2 separate regions of the Rattus norvegicus genome follow, and region 2 is linked to region 1. A link is a contact called in public Hi-C data. All regions are on one chromosome and are shown on one strand. The core of a region is the stretch at or near the end of the contact, and the rest is flanking DNA. Distances in the headings are between cores, read along the strand shown. Region 1 overlaps LOC102552958 (a long non-coding RNA gene). Region 2 holds the start of Mn1 (MN1 proto-oncogene, transcriptional regulator).

The links. A called contact is a pair of places that touch in the nucleus more often than the background predicts.
Region 2: a contact with region 1 is called in a Hi-C map of Schwann cells, with 4 times the contacts expected there. The contact joins the promoter of Mn1 here to the enhancer-like site in region 1. A contact is called at or near these places in 3 of 12 Hi-C or Micro-C datasets (Schwann cells and liver) and 1 of 1 datasets of contacts at active chromatin or transcription factors (oligodendrocytes).

Annotation. Positions count from the first base shown.
Region 1 is chr12:50,746,611-50,750,586 of GRCr8, reverse strand. The region is part of intron 1 of LOC102552958 (a long non-coding RNA gene); the gene reads left to right. Among named protein-coding and RNA genes, the nearest start is that of Mn1, 130 kb to the left of the region's middle. Within about 2 kb of position 2,091, at least 27 of the 93 cell types and tissues checked have an H3K27ac peak or open chromatin away from gene starts, as enhancers often do. A contact at or near this core is called in Schwann cells, where this site is marked.
Region 2 is chr12:50,878,576-50,882,292 of GRCr8, reverse strand. Mn1 (MN1 proto-oncogene, transcriptional regulator) reads left to right here and starts at 1,498. Exons shown (of 2, transcript NM_001191928.2): 1 at 1,498-3,717. The coding sequence starts at 2,355.

The DNA of each region.
Region 1 (3,976 bases), core at 842-3,341:
GAGCGTGTGTCCCTTAACCCTCACAGGGCGAGAGAAGTGGGTCTGGGGACGGGAGCACACAGGGCTACAGCCAGGGATGATGATGATGATGATGATGATGATGATGATGGTGGTGGTGGTGGTGGTGGTGGAGGAGGAGGAGGAGGAAGAGGAGGAGGAGGAGGAGGAGGAGGTGGTAGTAGTGGTGCTCTAGGTTTCCTTTTCTCTGAGGTTCCACACACTACAGGAATCTCCACCTGGAACCTCCCTGTGGGCTCCTCTGGGTGGGCTGCATCAGCTACCTCAGTCTCCAGGTGTAGAATACCAGACACCAGGGCTGAAGCATGTGTGACAGTGTCCCAGGTGATGGTGAGTGAAGGCTGTGGTGGGCCCAGGGCAGGTTCAGCAGCTGAAGATGCACAGGAAGCACCTTTGCTGCTACTCAGGCTGGTCGCCACCACAGAGCCTCCGTGCCGTGCCCCAGAATAGCTTGGAGCCCTCACTGTGCCCCTGCTGCACCTGGGTTGCTAGCTTGTGGTCTGAGCCTTCTTTGGCTCTGTAGGCTCTTGAGCCTAGAAAATGAAGGTGGTTCTGCACAGGAGAGGAAGTGGCCTGTTCTGCATGACCCTAACTCCATCTGCAGGCTGGGGTATGAACCGGTTGCATTTGGAGAGCTTCCTCTTGGGGGGTTTCCAAGTTTCTAAGCACTCCCTTTTCTTGTTGCAGGAGGAACATCCTTCCTAGGGTGGTTGTAGGACCTCCACTAAAGGCAGGCTGTCCTGAAGAGAGGGAGGGGATCCGCAGGAAGATGCAAGGTGGGTGTGGGCACATACCAGCTGAGTCCTCAGCTCTAAAAAACCTTTGGAGCTTAAGTGCTCCCCAGCCCCCACCGGTACCTGTAAAAGGCAGAGTGATGCTACCCTGGGGTGGACACCAGAGGGCATCCAACCTCTGGAAAGCCAGCCTGCTCAGCTGCTGTGTGATCTTTGGCAGAATGCATACCCTCTCTGGGCCTTTTAGCAGATCTGGGCAGGATGCCAACATGAATTCCCTGCTCTGGGTTGACTCTGAGAGTCCATTGTTGTCTGGGTTGGTGAATTTATCTCGTGAATATTCCGATTAAGAGTCTGTACGCCTCAGTTCCTGTCTTTCTAGAGTTTTCTCAAGTGTGTACTGAGAAGATTGTTCACGATGCAGTGCAGGCTGAATTGAGGCTCTGAGGGGGCCAATTATTCCCTACAGTGACTCACTTCGAAGGTGACCCTCTGCTTAGACCTGGCCTTGCAGGGCTCTCAGTATGAACACTATCTCCTGTCAGCTTGTGGGGCATCCTGTGAGGAGAAGAGGCTGCTCTGGTACAGGCCCTCATCACTGCTGCCATCACCAGGGTAGAGCCTAGCTCTCCTCCCTCTCCCCTCCCCGTTTCTTCCCCTTCCTCCCTCATAGTCATCCTCTCCCTCCCGCACTCCTTTATCAAGTTATTCATTCAACAAACACGGTTGGGAGTTTGCAGTTCCATTTCAAAGAGAGAAGTCTCTCATCTAGACGTGACATGTCGGCCCTGGTTTTAGTGGCTGTGACGCAGCAGGCTCCATGAGCTCATACGAACCTCTTGAACCTCCTTAGACCCCGTTTCATTTCCTCTTCTAGCACAGGGAGATGGAGCTTGGGGGGCACGGGAAAGCTTGATTCCTTGAGAGACGTTTGGGCTGCTATTTTGGTGGGGAGATCAGGCATCATGTGCAGAGATGGGGACTCTCCCGGTAGTCTCTGGAGCGGCCCCCTTGGCCCTTGTGAACGGAGAGCTGCAGGGGTGCAGACTCTGAGAAGCAAGCCGTGAAATCTGGGCGCACGCGGAGCCACGGAGCAAGGGCTGGGTGGATGCGGAGGGGCCTTTGATGGGCTTTTGGGCTGCGTAATTAACTGTAACCGAAATATTATTTGATCTTTTATGTGGAAAATCAAATTGTGTTGTGTCAGACGGGCATAAATACACCACGGTTTGCGCTGCTGGGCCCTCCCCGCCGGCGGCCCCCCCGCCCCTCCGCCATGGAAACACAATTCTCGCCTTTTAAACTCGCCTTTGTCTGGCCCTGAAAGGCTACATTGTCCAGGGAAAGAGCGGGCAGGGTTGGGGCCCAGAATGGGGCTGCAGAGGGGTCCAGCCCCAGACAGGGCTGCTGGGGCTCTGTAGCTTCTCTCCCAGGCCTGGGCAACCTTGGGCAAAGAACCTCATTTTTTCCCCTGGGTCCTGAGGCCCGAGCCCCCGTGCTTCTTGGAGAAAGCCATTATGGAGGCAGCCCCAGCTCTGAAAGCAGTTTGGCACGCTGGCTGCTACTTTTACACACGTGATGAAGCTCAGCAGGTGACCTGGGTGCTTCCAGGAGGTCACTCCTCCCTGGAAGCAGGGAAGGAGAGGAGGGTAGGGGAAAGGGAAGGGGAGGAGGAGGGGGATAGAGCCTAGGATCTGGAACAGGGTGGGCTCAAGTTACCTCAGAGCTACTTAGCAGCTTGTTGCCTTCTCTGGGCCTCAGTTTCCCCATCTGTAGGGTGAAGGCATTCTCTAATAGTACTCTTGCTCTTTCAGCCTCTGTAGGGCTGTACCTTGCCTGACTTTTGATGAAAACATTTGTAGTGCTGGAGACAGATCCAGAGACCTCAGCCTGGTGAAACAGGCACTGTGCCCTAGGAGCCCTCTGGTCCTGTGGGGTCCTTGATATCTCGGCAGAGCTTACCATATTAGAGATTTCTGACCCACCCCCACCCCGTCCCGCGTGCCCTGTTTTTCCTGTGTCCTTCCTGAGCACCTTTCTATTCTCCGTGGTGAGCCCAGGAAGCTCTCAGATGCAGCCCTTCTGTTCTCAGATGCAGGAACAGCACCAGGCGCAGAATATGCAGCCTGGAAGACCCAGGTTCTTCTACAAGCCCAAGACAGATGTCTCATCCCCCTCCCCACCCCACTACAGGAAAAACCGGGATGGGGACTGGAGGAATCTGAGATGGCCTAGTGAAAACACCGTGAGCTGGAGCCGGGCCAAACCAAACATCCTGGAATTAAAAAAATAAACATGGGAGAAAGAGAGAGGGAGGGAGTGGGGAGGGAGGGGGAGGGTGACTGTCTGAACCTGTGATTCTTCGGTGGTAGAGGGGCCTGGTGCAGCTCTCTGTTGGGGGTGCCAGACTTACAGATCTCAAAGAGTCCCTAGTTCAGGGAAACACAGGCCATCAAGGGCCACCTTCACAAGCCCCAGAAGGAAACTGAGCCTAGCTCAGCACCAACCAGTACTAGCTGGATGTGGTGGGGTGGGAACTCCAGGTACCTAGGACCTGGCTGTTGTATTCAAGGCAGTCCTCTGCACAAGCAGCTCTCCTGGGCTCTTGTCTGCTCAGAACACCTCCTAAGTCGTATGTGGTGACCCCACAGCACTGAGGTGGGGATTTGGATTTTATGTGTGCATGGAGTTCTTCTAAAAGTTTGTTTGGGGGGCTGGCAGTTAAGAGCACTTGCAGAAGACCTGTCCCCAGCACCCCGCATGACAGCTCACAACCCTCTGTAATTCCAGTTCCAAGGGACCTGATGCCCTCTTCTGGCCTCTGTAGGCGTCAGGCACACACACAGCACACACATGTACTTGCAGGCAAAGCGCTCATACTCACAAGATAAAATAAATAAACCGAAAAATAACCTTTAAATTTTAAAATAAAAGTTCTTTTGGGGACAGGGGTGCTGTCAGGATGGTTCAATCACCATCAAGGTTGAGAGAACTCCCAAAAGTAGTCCCCTGACTTCTGCATATGACCGGTGAAATGAGTGTTCCTGTGGGTGTGCCCATGCGAAAACACGCGCACACTAAATGGACTAATGACATCTTAGTATATTACTTGGGTTGGAGAGATGGTTTGGTGGTTCAGAGCATTGGCTGCTTTTCCAGAGGAGCACGGTCTGATTCCCAGCACCCATCTGGTGTAACTCCAGTTCCAGGGGGTGTAATGCCCT
Region 2 (3,717 bases), core at 249-2,748, 130 kb before region 1:
AATCCAGCCCATTTTCCAACGTTACTTTGCTCAGAAGCTCCGGGGAGTAATGAATCGGGCCGCGAATGACACGGTAACTTTTAACTCATGCCCACGACAGTAGAGTGCTTAATCTGAGGTTTTTAAATAAAAAGGGCTCCGGGTTGGTTTTATTATAACGTTTATTTCATTTCAGATTTCATGCGTAATTTAGCAAACGCTAGACAGACTTGGGCGATAAACACTTTCTTTTGTGGGGGGAAAAGGCATTTTTATACACCATGCTTAATTTTATTTAGATTTAATAGCGATAGCGGGGCACTTCAGCGAAAGTTTTTTTTTTTTTTCCTTTTCCTCTCTTCTTTTAAGAATCCTGGCCTGCCAGCAAAATTGTCTCGCTTTATTTCGTGGCAAGGAAAATTAAAGGCCTTTCCGCCCCTCCTCCCCTACTTACACTTTCAGAGGAAAACTCGCACACTTATGCTGGCGCTTGGGTGCGCGCGCGTCCACAGAATAAACACCTCCACCTCCTATCACCTCCAACTTCTAACTTTTAATTGCAAGATAGATTTCAGCCTCTACTCCGTGAGTAGAAAGATCTAAACGTTTTAAGTAAGATTATTGGGATAAATATTCCATATGAAATAGGGCAGGTATTAAATCACTCTTATTGATTTTAGTATCACAATCCAATTCCGTTCTTTGACCTCTTTAGTTTAATAGATCTTTTAAGGAGGCCAACTTCGCGCCCTTCAGGGCCTGGGCCTGCGCGCTTGTGGCCACAGCAAGGTGTCGCCCCCCCCCCCCCCCGTCCCCACCCCTGTGCGCCTTTGCGCGTCGTTCTCCTCGGGGTTTCGCATTGTCTCGCCTCGCCGCTCACGCGCCGGGCTCACCCGAAGTGTCCCCACAAAGCGGCCGAGGGTGCGTGGCTTCTTCCAGGTGGAGCCGGCGGCAGAGAACCGGAAGCCGCGAACGGTGAGAGTCTCGGGAAGGAGCGAGCCAGACTCTGGTCCCAGAGACAACCTTCGTGTTTCCTCTCGGCGATCACCTCGTGAACTTGCCAGGGCCGCTCCCTGGGGCGCCGCCCCGGGCTGCAGCACAGGCGACACTTAGCGACTTTCCCTGGTGCGTCCCGGGGCTCTGCCAGGCTACTCCATTGTCTGTGCGCCCCGCACAGCTCACCGCCCACCTCCCCGCCCCCTGCCCACCGGGCAGGTCGTGCTAGCTCCGGTTGGGGGTGGGGAGTTGGGAACAGCGTGAATGGGAAGGGGACGGACAAAGCCTGGCTCCCGCCGTCGTCCATGGCTCGCGCCCTCCCCAGCCCGGGGCACCCGGGGCGCACCCCCAACGCCGTAGCGCGGGACCCGGAGTAGCGCGGGTCCGTGGCCCGGCCTGCGCAGCCAGGACCCGGGACCACCTTAAGAGCGAGCCCCGCCCCCGGGCCCGCTCGGGAGGCGCTGATTGGTGCAGAGGTAATGGCTGGAATGGATTGCTGAAACGCAAAACTTGTTGCTGCTTCTCCCGGCGCCGGCAAGAGGCAGACGCGGAGCGGGAGCCCGGACCTCGCAGCGCCTCGCCCGCCCCGCGCGCCCTGCTTGCCCGCGCGGCCCCTTCCCGGCTCCGAGGGGACCCGTGGAGCGCGGAGGCGGGAACCACAGCTTAGGAGCCGCCGGCCCCACGCCTCCCCTCCCGCGCGCGCCCCGAGACTCCCGCGAACTCGCGCAGCGACCGGCGGTCGAGCCCGAGCCGCGGAGCCGCGCGTCTCCCGCAGCCTGCGTTCCCGCTCCAGCGCCCGCATCTCCTGCTGCGGGGCCATCACCGGCGATGAGGAGCGGAGCAGCCCGTCTTCCGAGCCGCTGAAGCTTTCGCCGCCGATCGCCCTCGGCCGACCGGAGGTGCGGGAGCCGGCGCGGCCCGGGCGCGGAGACTCGGGGCAGGGGAAGGACCAAGGGGCTCCCCTACGGCCCCAACCACCGCACCGCGGACTCCAGAAGGTGATCATTCCGCTCTCCCGCCCCCTTCCCTCCCCCCTACCTAACTTTTTGTCTCAGCTCCTCGGCCTCCAGGTCACCTCTCCGCATACCCAGCCGCGGCCGTGCCATCCGCCCGGGGCATGGGCCCCCCGACAAGGCTCCAGGAGGCGCCGCGGCCTCGCAAGACGTGAGAGGCCCGCTTGGGTCGACTCTGAGGTTCCGGAGAGCAGCGGAGAGAGCTCCTAGCCAGCGCCCGCGCGCTCGGCCGGGCGGCAGTGAGCGCTGCGCCCCGCGGTGCAGAACCCGGAGCTCCGGAGCCGCGGCTGAGGCGAGTAGCTGGCCGGAGGCGCGCGGCGGAGCAGGCTGTCATGCCCTATTGATCCCCCCGCCCCCCCGCCAAGTATGTTTGGGCTGGACCAATTCGAGCCCCAGATCAACAGCCGGCACGCTGGTCAGGGCGAGGGGAACTTTAACGAAGCCGGACTGAGTATGAACGCTCACTTTAAGGCCCCTGCTTTCCACGCCGGGCCTCCTCCTGGCCCCGTGGACCCTGCAATAAGCGCTCTGGGCGAACCCCCGATCTTGGGTTTGAATATGGAGCCATACGGCTTCCATGCGCGCGGTCACTCCGAGCTGCACGCAGGGGGGTTGCAGGCACAGCCTGTGCACGGCTTCTTCGGTGGTCAGCAGCCTCACCACAGCCATCCTGGAGGCCATCACCCGCACCAGCATCACCCACACTTTGGGGGCAACTTCGGTGGTCCGGACCCAGGTGCCTCATGTCTGCACGGGGGCCGGCTGCTTGGCTATGGAGGTGCAGCGAGCGGCCTCGGCAGCCAGCCTCCCTTCGCAGAGAGTTACGAGCACATGGCGGAGAGCCAGGGGCCGGAGGGCTTCGGCCCGCAGCGGCCAGGAAACCTCCCGGACTTCCACAGTTCGGGCACTTCGGGCCACGCTGTGCCTGCCCCGTGCCTGCCGCTGGACCAGAGCCCTAACCGGGCTGCCTCTTTCCATGGCCTGTCCGCCTCTAGCGGCTCGGATTCTCACAGCTTGGAACCCCGGAGGGTGACGAACCAAGGAGCCGTAGATTCGCTGGAATACAATTACCCGAGCGAGCCGCCCTCAGGACATTTTGACATGTTTTCACCCTCTGACTCTGAAGGGCAGCTGCCACATTATGCTGCGGGTCGCCAGGTTCCCGGGGGCGCTTTCCCGGGTGCTTCAGCCATGCCCAGAGCCTCAGGCATGGTGGGTTTGTCCAAAATGCACGGTCAGCCACCGCAGCCACCACCACCCCAGCAGCAACCGCAGCACGGAGTGTTCTTCGAGAGGTTTGGCGGGGCCCGGAAGATGCCTGTGGGTCTGGAGCCTGCAGTGGGCTCCAGGCACCCGCTAATGCAGCCTCCCCAGCAGGCCCCACCACCCCCGCAGCAGCAGCCCCAGCAGCAGCAGCCACCGCCACCACCTGGGCTTCTGGTCCGACAGAATTCTTGCCCTCCTGCGCTCCCGCGGCCCCAGCAGGGTGAGGCTGGCACACCCAGTGGCGGCCTGCAGGACGGGGGCCCCATGCTGCCCAGCCAACACGCGCAGTTTGAGTACCCTATCCATCGGCTAGAGAACCGGAGCATGCACCCATATTCTGAACCTGTTTTCAGCATGCAGCATCCCCCTCCTCAACAGGCACCCAACCAGAGGCTGCAGCATTTCGATGCGCCCCCCTACATGAACGTGGCCAAGAGGCCGCGTTTTGACTTTCCGGGCAGCA